Regions from separate parts of the Cricetulus griseus genome. Here all the other regions are linked to region 1. A link is a contact called in public Hi-C and Micro-C data. All regions are on one chromosome and are shown on one strand. Each heading gives the region's core, a stretch centred on a gene start, on an enhancer-like site or on the middle of the called end of the contact. The rest is flanking DNA. Distances are from core to core; before and after follow the strand shown. Region 1 holds the start of LOC103161457 (derlin-1). Region 2 holds the start of Zhx2 (zinc fingers and homeoboxes protein 2). Region 3 holds the start of LOC113837489.

The links. Hi-C and Micro-C count contacts between places; a contact is called where the count stands out from the background.
Region 2: a Micro-C map of the CHO-K1 cell line shows a contact between it and region 1, with 2.0 times the contacts expected there. The contact joins the promoter of Zhx2 here to the promoter of LOC103161457 in region 1. A contact is called at or near these places in 3 of 8 Hi-C or Micro-C datasets (the CHO-K1 cell line and fibroblasts).
Region 3: a contact with region 1 is called in a Hi-C map of the CHO-K1 cell line, with 1.8 times the contacts expected there. The contact joins the promoter of LOC113837489 here to the promoter of LOC103161457 in region 1.

Annotation. Positions count from the first base shown.
Region 1 is chr10:29,764,956-29,768,956 of CriGri-PICRH-1.0, reverse strand. LOC103161457 (derlin-1) reads right to left here and starts at 1,801. Exons shown (of 7, transcript XM_027431665.2): 1 at 1,468-1,801. The coding sequence starts at 1,620.
Region 2 is chr10:29,985,557-29,989,557 of CriGri-PICRH-1.0, reverse strand. Zhx2 (zinc fingers and homeoboxes protein 2) reads left to right here and starts at 2,120. Exons shown (of 5, transcript XM_027431667.2): 1 at 2,120-2,731.
Region 3 is chr10:29,607,025-29,611,025 of CriGri-PICRH-1.0, reverse strand. It overlaps LOC113837489, which reads right to left and starts at 1,891. Exons shown (of 6, transcript XM_027431657.2): 1 at 1,732-1,891. The coding sequence starts at 1,848. The region is part of intron 3 of Zhx1 (zinc fingers and homeoboxes protein 1); the gene reads right to left. It overlaps LOC113837490 (a long non-coding RNA gene), which reads left to right and starts at 2,656. Exons shown (of 3, transcript XR_003488090.2): 1 at 2,656-3,691.

The sequences.
Region 1 (4,001 bases), core at 552-3,051:
TATTTCCATCAACTCAAGCAATGTACAAGCAGCTATTATGTGCCCAGCACTAGTCCAGGTATCAAAGGCAGCGGTCAAGATCCTTCCTGATGGGAAGTGAACTACCAAATACCAACAGACAACAAAGATAAGGGACACGGTGAAGGAGGAGCATTCTCCCATGGAGGCAATCAGAGAAGGCCTTAAAAGTAAAATGGTACTGGCTAGGCGGTGGTGGCACACCCTGTTAGTCCCAGCACTCGGGAGGCAGAGGCAGGCGGATCTCTGTGAGTTCGAGACCAGCCTGGTCTACAAGAGCTAGTTCCAGGATAGCCTCCAAAGCCACAGAGCAACCCTATCTCATAAAAAAAAAAAAAAAAGTAAAATGGTATTTGGGCAGAGGCCTGAAAAATACCCAGAGGTAAATGAGTGAGCCATGGTTATCTCCTCAGTAGAAAAATACATGTGCAAAAGCCCTGGGGTCCACCTAGGTCAGCAGCAAGCAGGCAAGGGTTTTACTCATCCATTTTCAGACACTGGAGAGTTCTAGGGAGACTGACAGGACATAATTTTTGTTTTAACAGGATCACTCTAGCTGCCCACTGAGAACAAATGGGGCAACGCTGGAGTGGTAACAGCTTGCAATGGAGAAAGAGAGAGGCCTGTATTCCAGCTATCCAGGTGAGGTAGCACCCAAATGACCTTCTTGATAGATTCTGGGCTGGGAAAACGAAGTCGAGGGCCTGTACACAGTGTTTCCCGATGGGAGAACCTGAGCCTCCCCTGATTAAATTTTTATATCACAGAAACGATTAAAAATAACCTCTAGGAAATTAATATTCTTTGGCCCGGAAAGGTAATTTGGATGTCTTCCTGGGAGCTTAAGAAAACTGACATCTCCCGCTTCCTGAGTAACTTAATCATTCACTGATACATTTAACTACCCTACGCCAGGAGCTGGGTTAGGGCCCTCAGGAAATACAGATAAATTCACACTTTCTTTCGTTTTTTTTTTTTTAATCTCTGACCTTAAACCACTTCAATAAGGCGCAGAGAGAAGCTGTAGACATGCAAACGGCCCGTGTACAAGTCTGTCAAGCGGACACCACTGACTGGGATGGCACTGCCGCGGTGGGGACCGACGGAGGGCTGAGGACATGGAGGCAGGTGGCAGTCCCCATCCGCCAACAGACTGGTAACCATCCCTAACTTACCTTCTCACCACCATCTCCTTCAGCGCCAGGAGGGCGGGGAGCCCCATGGTGCCAGACGACAAGGGTCGTGAGTCACTTCCCAGCGACTCTTAAGTCAGGACACCCAAAGGACCAACCAAGCCTTAACGCCCCCCCACCACCGCCACCAGCGGCCCCGGACGCACTACAAATCCCACCAGCCCCAGCGCGCCCCGCAGCCCGCCGCCGCGGCCCCGCCGCCGCGGGGGCACCTGGGGGCTGTAGTCTCCACCCACGGCGCGACGCCGGCTCCTACCTGGAAGCGATAGAGGAAGGCTTCGGGCCAGAGGAAGAAGTAGGCCGGGCTGATGATGCCGAGCTTGCCGATCAAGGGGACCGCGACGGTGGCGGCAAACCAGTAGCGCGTGATGGCCGGGATGCTCCTGAACCAGTCCCCGATGTCCGACATGGTGGCCCGTCAGGTGGCCGGCTGCGCCGCGCCGCTCGGCCGCCTCGGCCAGGGACAGCCAGGAGCGCAGCCGCCGTGCAGGAGGCGGAGACCGACGGACGTGGCGCCACCGAATTCGGGCGAGCCAGCGAGCGAGCGGGCGAGCCAAGGCAGCGCTCACCAGGGAAACTTCCCCTTCCGGCGGCCGCGAGCCAGTGCGCGCGCGCGCGAGGGGGCCACGTGACCAGAGAGGCCCTCGCGCCTTAAAGGGCCAGTGTCCCCTTTAAACCCGGGCACGCCCTCCTGGGGCGGAGCCAAGCGCGGCGGGTGGGCGGGGCGGCGTGTCTCGTGGGAAACCGCGCGGTTGCCCGGGGCAACGGCCAGTCTTTGCAGCCCACGGGGAGGTCGCGTGCCCTCCGGCCGGCGCTCGCTGGCGTGGAAAGCCGAGCCGGTGCCTCTCCGTGAGTGTTTATTTATTTAAAGGGCGAGGAGGCGGCGAAGTGCACGGTTGCCATGGCTCCCGTCGGGCGTCCGTCTGCTCACGGTGAATCCCTGAATGGCGGGTTGCTGACACCCGGGGATGGATGCAACTGCGGCCGTGGCACGGTTAGACAGGAAAAAATGAGAAATGGAGCAAAGGTTTCCTCCGGAGGAGGGTGTGGGGGAAATAGAGATGGCGGGGAAGGGTGCAGCGGAGCACTGGAGAACCGGGAGACGGCTGCAGAGACGGCTGCAGATGGACACATCCGTGGCCTTCTGAGCAAGGGTGGCTGCACAAACGAAAACCTAGGGAAAGAGTTTGTCACGGAGAGACAAGACGGCTTTTAACAGGACTGCAAAGGGAACTGAAAGGGGGTTCGGCCTTGACTTGGTTTTGGTTTGTTTGTTTGGGTATTGCTCTTTATTTTTTTTTAAGATTTTTTATTTATTTATTATGTATACAACATTCTGCTTCCATGTATATCTGCACACCAGTAGAGGGCACCAGATCTCATCACGGATAGTTGTGAGCCACCATGTGGTTGCTGGGAATTGAACTCAGGACCTCTGGAAGAGCAGGCAGTGCTCTTAACCTCTGAGCCATCTCTCCAGCCCTGCTCTTTATTTTTTAATTTTTTTTTTTTTTTAGTTCAAATTAGGAACAAGCTTGCTTCACATGTCAATCCCTTCTCCCTCTCCCCCCCCCCATTGATTTTTAATCTGGTTGCTTGGGGGGGGCTTTAAATTAGCTACAAATGAAGATGATGCGAAAAAATAAACAAAAACAAAACAGTCGCTGGAAACATACCTATTTCACTAGAACTTTTATTCTATTTTGTTGCCGTTGTCATGGAGCAGGACCTACGGTGCAAGCGGTGGAACCTTCCGTGGAGAACACAACTGTAAGCTTGACTTGTAGAGAACAAAACGTTTGGACTTAACTGCAATGAGAGAGATGGTTCACCCTTAATTTTTTTCCAATTGTACAGGGGTAACACACTGTATTAAATATGTAAGGTCTTAAAAAAAAAAAAAAGAAGGGATTTTGAGAGCCCATCCCTTGTGAAGGGATGCTCTCTTGACCTGGACACATGGCGAAGGGCCTAGGCCTGGCCCAGGATGATGTGGTAGACTTTGGGGAGCCCCTTTTGAGGGCCTTACCCTGCCTAGGGAGTGGAGGGGGGATGGCTAGGGGCAGGTGGGATGTTGGGGGGAGGGGATTGACATCTGAAGCAAGCTTGTTCCTAATTTGAACTAATAAAATAAAATAAAATAGAGATGGTTCACCAAAGAAACCTGGACCCAGCCTGGCGTTGGTGTCGCACACCTTTAATTGCAGCACTCGGGAGGCAGAGACAGGCGGATCTCTGTGAGTTCGAGGCCAGCCTGGTCTACAGAGAGAGTGCCAAGACAGCCTCCAAAGCTACACAGAGAAACCCTGTCTCGAAAAACAAAAAACAAAACAAAACAAAAAAAAAAAAGAAGAAAGAAAGAAAGAAACCTGGACCCGTCTCACTAAACAAAAGCGTCATTATGGGATGGGAGGGAAAGGGGGAAGGGTTGGCAGCTGCTAGAAGAAGCAGCGCTTTGTAGGTTGAAGGCAGAGCTGACCGGAGCTGTGTGTAAGGTCTGATTACCGTCAGGCCTGGGCCTAAAATAAGCAGACTCGCTGAGAGGGGAAAATCCTCAATCTTAGGTCCAAGTGGCCCAGGCGGCTCACATTCTCCAGGCAAAGATAAAATACATGGATGCATTTACAGTTTCCAATGTTCCATTATTTTGCCGGGTGGTGGCCCACACCTTTAATCCCAACAAGCCTTTAATCCCAGCACTTGGGAGGCAGAGGCAGGAGGATCTCTGTGGAGACCAGCCTGGTGTACAAGAGCGAGTTCCAGGACAGCTTCCAAAGCCACAGAGAAACC
Region 2 (4,001 bases), core at 871-3,370, 220 kb before region 1:
TAAACTGCTTGCTCTGGGTGGCTTGCTCTGCTTGCTTTCTTATGCAGTCCAGGATCACCAGACCAGGACTGGCCCCTTACACACCGGGCTGGGCCCTGCCACATCCATCCAGGCCCCATAGAGGTGTGCCCACAGGCCAATCTGGTGGAGGTAATTCTTCAACTGAAATACCCTCTTCCTAAGGGACCCTAGTTCCTGTCAATGGACAAAGCCTACCCAGCTCAGACAACATCTCTGAATTCTGGTGTGGGATGCAAGTTGACAAGACTCCTCGCAGATCATCTACCGGTATCAGATGAGACTGAGATCCGGATTATAGTCACCGACAAAGCTCTGAACCGAATCCTGTTAAGAACGGGTGGAGGGCGCCGGGGGGGGGGGCATTTGTCTCCCTAGTGAGAAGGAGGAGAAAAACCAGTCAGCAGCCAGGATCCCCTTTGGGGACTTTTTACTTATCAAAAAAAAAAAAAAAAAAAAAGCAACGTCCCCTCCCCCACCCCAGTCAGCAATAATCCATCCAAAGCTTGCAAAGCGTAAGAAATGTTTGCATGTGCGCTAATTTAATCTTAAATAGGAAAAACTTCCGGAAAAAAAAATAAAAGGTTACCAGAGAAATGGGAACCTTGGGGCGACCTTTAATTTTTTTTAACTACTTCCTTCTTTCCAGTCTACGAAAATAAAATGCCAAAAGAGGTTCCCCAGAGCCACGGCCACCCGCAGCCCCCAAAGCCAGTCTTCCACTGTCTCCTGGGTCGTCTCCTTGCCCACCCCGCAGCACACTTTCACCTGTTGCTGTCCCGCGCCCCGAGCGAGCGAGCGAGCGAGCGAGCGGAGTCGCAAGCGGCCGCTAGAGTTCGTTCTAATTCCCCGGAGCAGAACTGGCTGGGAAGCCCCGCCGCGCCGTGCCTGCTAATCCGCAGGGTGGGAGGCGACTCGGCAGTCTCCAAGCCCCAGGCCCCCCTTTTTCCTCGAATAACTACTAGTGTCGCCTATGGGTTCCAGAGCTCTGGGCCCCTCGCCCACGGTGGGCTGCAGAGCGCCCACACCCAAGAAATTGCCAAGCGCCCTGGAGTCTGCAAAAGGGACCCGGGGTCCTAGAGGGAAGAATTCGCAGCGCAGGCAGGTTGCAGCCGGAGGGCCTCGGCGTCCCTCGGATGCTCGCCCAAAGCCTTTTAACACTGCCTGTGACCGCAGTGCAGCAGCCGGGTCGCAAATTCATGGTTCCCAAGGCTGCAGGGAAAGGACACACACACACACACACACACACACACACACACACACACACACACGACACCCCGCGGGGTGCTCTGCAGCGCAGGAGGAGGTGGCCTTTGGAGACCCCTCCCGCGGGGAACGCGGCTGTCCCAGCTCCCAGTGTGACCCCCGTCTCACCTCCGAGGGACTGAGGGGTGCGCGCAACAGGCTTGTGCTTGTCTCTGAGTCTGAGAGCCCCTGCGAACTTGGGTTAGACAAGTTTAAGTCATCTCCCCCCCCCCCCTGCCCCGAGACTGTTTGTTTATGGGTTTGGAGGAGGAAAAAAAAAAAGTTTGAAGATCCTTAACCCGACGGAGCCCAGGCGCGAGCGGAAATCCCCAACAAAAGTGATCTGACCTCAAGTGGTTACATAAAGTGCGGGAGCCTTCTTCCCCGCCCCGCTCCCAAGCCGGGAGTAAAATGCATCTTAGTTTTAAAAAAAAAAAGTTTGCAAGTGTGTTATTATTTTCTTGAGCCGGAAGGCGGGAGAAAGAGCAGCCAGAGACCAGGGCGCGTGAGGACCCCACCCGCGTTGTGCCCCCGCGCACCGCAGGAGGGCACAGAGTCCCGGGCGCTGCCAGCGCCGGGCAAGCCCTAGCGCCCTGCGGTCCCACGGTCCGCCACTCCACGTGGTGAGCCAGGATCAACAGTTTGTTGAGCTCATCAGTGACACCTTGAACTTTTCATAAAGAAAATGGGTATTGCACCACCGCGAGGGGTTGGCCGCGGCCGCGCGCCGGCTGGTGCTCAAAATTCAGGGGATCCCGCTTGCGCCTCCCCCATCCATCTCTTCCCGCAAAAATTCCATCGTGTCCGTTACTGGACTCGGACTTTTGAGTTCATTTGCTGCACACACACACACACACACACACACACACACACACACACACACACACACAGCACAGACACACACACACACACACCTCCCGTTTGGCTACTCATCAGAGCCTTTAGGGCGAGCCTCCCCCCCACCCGCAGCTCCCTCCTAAAAATGACATTTTGCCGGCGTCCGCCGAGGGGCCTGAATTTCACTTTGTAACTTTCTGCGGAACCCGAGCCCGGGTGGCAGCTCCGGCGGTGGTATCGTATGCAAATACGCACGCTGACGTTACAGATCATGTGGGTTTTGGCGTAGATTCCCCACTGATCGAGACATTTTTCCCCCTTTTTTTTCCTTTTTTCTTTTTTTTTTTCTTTTCTTTTCTTTTTCTTTTCTTTTTTTTTTTCTTTTAAAATTTTCGCCCAACCGTTCTCCATACGGGGGCTTTTCCTGTCTGTCTGTCCGTCTGCCAGGCTGGCTTTCCCCACCACCACCAGCACCAGCACCACCACCACCTCTTTCCCACGGAGCCCGAGTCGGGCGCCGGGTGGGGAGTGGGGAGTGGGTGGGGGGAGCCAGCAGAGTTCCATTTTGGAACGCCCGTGCCTCGTCTCCGCCTTCCCAGCCCGGGTCCCCGCGTTCCCAGCCCCGGCGCAGGTAAGAAACTTCGCCCCGGCGCGGAGCACCCTCGGCGGGGCACCGCCAGCCCCGAGCCCGGCTCGCCGGGCGCCCGCTACTCCAGCCCAACTTTCCCACCGCCGCCGCCGCTCCCGAAAATGCGTTGCTAATGGGACTTGGCCGGTTTGGGGGGCCGGGGTGCGCGGGAGGGTGTGTGTGGGGGGGGGGTGCAGGCTTTTTTTTTTTGTGGGTGGGAGGAAATCCGCCGATCCGGGGCGGGGGGCGGGGGGGAAAGGGAGATTTTTTTTTTTATGAAGTAGTTTTGATTACAAGTTTGGATAAATGGAAGCCAGGCCGAGGAGGAGGAGGAAAAACATGTCTACGTTTCCCTATGTCGACATAAGCCACAAAAAAATATGGCGTCCGCTTTCGACAGGGCGTTACGTAGACCCGACTCTGGTTTTTTTTATTTATTTATTTTTGTGGCCGGCTCCCTGCCTCCCTTTGGCCAAACTGCGGCGCTTTGTGCGAGCGGGGCAGGTCCCGCGGGGACTCCACCGGGACGTGGCTCCGTCTCGGCGCTTTTGGGCAGCCTGGGGGCTGCGTGGGGCTGCTCCCCTGCCTCCCCCGCTCTCCCCTCTGCTCTCCTCTCCCGGTGACGATTCGGCAGGAAGCATGACGCCGTGTTGAGGCTGCCTCTCCTCGCGTCGCTCCCGGTGGCTGCAGGCGGCCGGCGCGCGGCGCGGGCGAGCGGCGGGCGGCGAGCGGGCGGGCGGCGAGCGAGCGACCTGCGGGCAGGGCCTGAGTGCGGCGCTGTGCCCACGCCCCGCTCAGGTGCGCGGGGAGGGGGATGCGTGGGGCGCGCGGCCCCCCTTTGGGGGGGGCCCTGCTGTCCCCGGACCAACCCGAGCCCGGGTCTTCCCCGCCTGAGTGGCGGTGGCGTTTTCCAGTCTGTCCAACAAGAGGTTAATCGTTGCTGGCGTTGGAGCGTCTTTGTGGCTTCCCCAGGACTTGGGATCCTGGGCTTTGCAAACTTGCCCTTTCCAGAGCAGCTTTGCAGGAGGCTGCGAAGACCAAGAAGCTCGGAAAGTTGGAAAGCGGGAGCATCCCAGGGACGTCCCTTTGGCCTCCTTAGCTGTGCTGAGCTCGGGAGGAGGTGGAGGAGGATGAGGAGGGCTTATCAAACAGGGTGGGTGGGAGAGACCTGTCTCAGTAGCCAAGTCGTGATTTGCCCAGGCTTCCACCTGACTGATTGGCTTCATTCAAAGCCAGTGGGTTCCACTGGCCTTTTGTTGGGGGCGGGGAGGAG
Region 3 (4,001 bases), core at 642-3,141, 160 kb after region 1:
ATTCTGACTTCAACCCCCTGGGTACAAAGTGAGACTCTGGAAGCCCAGAGCAGCATATCCTACTGCCTTTTACAATAAGCCTGCTGAGGCTGAAGACAGTCTGTCTCCAAATTCTGCTCACTCAAATGTCCTCAACACACTCTGATGGCTTGGCTGTGTTTCCAAACACTTCACTGAGTATCCATTGAGACTCCTCGCTAGCCTGCTAAATCAGTTTCCCTCTCCAGAGCCGTCACAGTAGGGATGTTCTAAACTTTGTTCTATTCTTCTGACACCATGTCACTCAAGGCCAGACATCTGGGCCACAGTTAGCTTCCGCATTCTGCAGCTATCTAGTCACGAACCGTTTCTAACTAGCCATTCCCAGCTTCTTAATGACAATATACAAACCTCCACCCATTTTTCATTATCCTATTAGGAAAGGAAGAAACGAAATTGGCTTTAAATTTTCTTCTTCCAGGCAGCTGGCTGGCCTGCAAGAATGCGCTGTTGACCATCTGGGCAGGGGCTGGGGGCAGGGAGGTGTTGTGTGGCTCCAGCCTGGGGAAGCCCGCAGGACATGTGGGTGTGGGGTGAGGGTGGGGGTGTGGGTGTGGGGGTGTGGGGTGAGGGTGGGGGTATGGGGTGCAGGGTGTGTATGTGGTGTGTATATGTGGTGTGTATGCGGGGTGAGGGGTGTGTATACAGGGTGTGGTGTGTGTATGTGGTGTGTTTGTGGGTGTGTGTATGTGTGGTGTGTATGTGGGGTGTGTATGTGGGGTGTATATGTGGGGTGTGTATGTGGTGTGTATGTGTGGTGTGTATGTGGTATGTATGTGTGGTGTGTGTGGTGTGTATGTGGTGTGTATGTGTGGTGTATATGTGGTGTGTATATGGGGTGTATATGGGGTGTGTATGTGGTGTGTGTGTGTGTATATGGTGTGTATATGGGGTGTGTGGTGTGTGTATGTGGTGTGTGTATGTGGTGTGTGTATGGGGTGTGTGGTGTGTGTATGTGGTGTGTATGTGTGGTGTGTATGTGGTGTGTGTGTGTGGTGTGTGTGGTGTGTGTGGTGTGTATGTGTGGTGTGTGTGTGTGTGTGTGGTGTGTGTGGTGTGTGTGTGTGGTGTATGTGTGGTGTGTGTGTGTGTGTGTGTGTGTGTGTGGTGTGTGTGTGTGTGTGTGGTGTGTGTGTGGTGTGTGTGTGTGTGTGTGTGTGTGTGTGTGTGTGTGTGTGTGTGTGTGTGTGTGTGTGTGTGTGTGTGTGTGTGTGTGTGTGTGTGTGTGTGTGTGTGTGTGTGTGTGTGTGTGGTGTGTGTGGTGTGTGTGTGGTGTGTGTGTGTGTGTGTGTGTGTGTGTGTGGTGTGTGTGTGTGTGTGTGTGTGTGGTGTGTGTGTGTGTGTGTGTGGTGTGTGTGTGTGTGTGTGTGTGTGTGTGGTGTGTATGTGGTGTGGTGTGTATGTGTGGTGTGTATGTGTGGTGTGTGTGTATGGGGTGTGTGGTGTGTATGTGTGGTGTGTATGTGGTGTGTGTGTGTGGTGTGTGTGGTGTGTGTGGTGTGTGTGGTGTGTATGTGGTGTGTGTGTGTGGTGTGTATGTGGTGGGGTGCGGGGCGGGGCGGGCAGCCAGGAGGCAGGAGGACTGAGGCGGCGAGCCCACAGGCCCCGACTGCAGCGGGCGGGGCAGTGGCGGGGTTCCGGGGCTCCGGGGTTCGGGGGCTCGGGGCGGGCGGCAGGAGGCCGCCGTCTCACCTGCGGCTCGCACAGCTTGGCGCCGTGGGGCGCGGGCGGCTCGGGCCGCCGCTCCGGCCTCTGCTCGAACACGGAGTCCTCGAATTCGCCGCCGAGCACCCAGCCCCCGGCCTCCATGGCGCGCGCGGCCGGGCACCGAGACGACGCGGCGCCTAGAGCGGCGCCGGCCAGCGGCCCACCCGGAAGCGGCGGGCGGGGCGGGCGGCGCGTGGCACTCTGGGAGTGGTAGTCTTTTAGACGCGGTGGGGCTGACTCTCGGGCGTCCTGAGCCCCGCAGGGAGCTGGAGGGAGTGCTCTCCCCGCGTCCTGCAAAGGCCGGCTCCCCGGGGAGTTTAAACCCCGGCAGTTTTCTCGTGCATCGCCCTCCCCGTTCCAGTTTGCATTTTCCGTCTTCGCCAGGAGCCACCGCGGGAAAGGCAGCGAGCGACCCCGGTTTTGGAGAAGTGGCTGCCAGGCCGGCGTCTCCGCAGACCCGAGCTGCTCGGGCCGCCCTGCAGGGCTGGGAGACTTGCAGGAGCGTCTTGGCCCCGGGAAGTGAAGATCGCCACTCACTGTCTTTCGGGGGCGACCGCAGGCGCCTGCCCGGTTCCCAGAGCCCCGCTTCTGCTCGTGGCTCACACAGCCGCGTGCCCTGCAGCCTCCGATGGCTGGCTCCACCCAGGGGAAGCCAGGGCCGTCTTTAATACCTAGGTGAGGGCTTGTTTTGGTTTCCCATCAGAAATGTGATACTCCATGTTAAGAAAATAATTGGGGGAGGGGGGGAGTGCTGGAGAGATGCCTCAGTGGTTAAGACCACTGTCTGCTCTTCCAGAGGTCCCGGGTTCAATTCCCAACCCCCGCCCGCATGGCGGCTCACAACTGTCTGTAATTCCAGTTCCAGAGGATCTGACACCTTCACACAGACATACACGCAGGCAAACCCCAATGAACAATAAATAAATAATTGTTTAAAAAAGAAAAAAAACGGATATTATAGAAAAATATGAGAAAAAAATCCATGATACCATAACTAAGGAAAAACAAAACGAGGTCCTAAAAAGGAGAGATATTTGCCCTAACAGCACAGTACTGAAGGACTTCGAGAGTCTGGCTTCCTGATCCTTGCTTCACTAGCTGTTCAACCGAGTCTGTGGAATGGGTATTGATTAAAATAGGCTTGTAAAGCTTGTCAGACGGCCGGCGGGGTACATGAGCTCATTCAAAACCCCTGCTCCGGGAGCACAGTTAGAGCACAGCAAAGGCAGGCCCGGGTGGGGGGGGGGGGGGTTCCAGCCCTTTCCTTATGAAAGCTGTTTGTTCTCAGAATTCCTTCCCCTCCCCTCTGGAGTCAGTGAGCTCGAGCCTCCTGCCCGACTCTAACTGAGCTAGGGCTTGTACTGAGAGGGCAGCAAGTCCTTTTAGGGCTGCATGTGGGTGCTAGTTCTCTGCCCTCTGTGGGTGCTAGTTCTCTGCCCTCTGGACTCAGGATCCCTGGACTCAGGAGTTGCCAACCTTTTCCCACTAAACTTCCTTGGTTACTTTACTCCTGCAGCTGTGCTGTTTGTTGCACAAAATACAGCTATGTTTATTGACTAATAATTGCTTCCCTTTCCTATGAAAAACTGAACCCAAATCCCATATAGCAGCCAATCCAAGATTCCACCCAGCATTGCCTGGGTGTGTGACAAGATTCCAGTTGAAAGTGAGAATGTAGTTGCTAGGACCCTGGGAAGCCTGATGGACGGCAAATGTTAGAATTAGGACTTTGCCAATAAAACAGTTTCAATCTCCTATTGCAGTCTGTTGCGAGATATTTCATTACACTGTGTAAAGATATGTCACTGTGATTGGTGTAATGAAAAGTTAAATGGCCAACAGCTAGGCAGGAGGTATAGGCGGGACTTCTGAACAGAGAGAGTTCTGGGAAGAAAATAGGGGAGTCACTGGCCAGACACAGAGGAAGCCAGATATGCAGAAGGAGGTAAAAGCTACGAGCCTTGTGAAGCACAGGGATCAATAGAAACGGGCTAATTTAAGTTTTGAGAGCGGGTTAGAAACAAGCTGAGGCTAAGGCCAAGCTTTCATAATTAGCAGTGAGTCTCTGCGTCATTCTTTGGGAGCTGGCTGGTGGGAGAAAGATTCGCTACAGCAGCTGAGGAGCCAGGGTCTGGGAACCTGAGTTGTAAAACACTGCCTCACCTGATAAGCCCAAGACAGTAAACCAGTAAAGCAGGAGGGCATCAGACACAGTAACAGTTAAATCTAGGTAGGAAATGATTATCCTTGATACT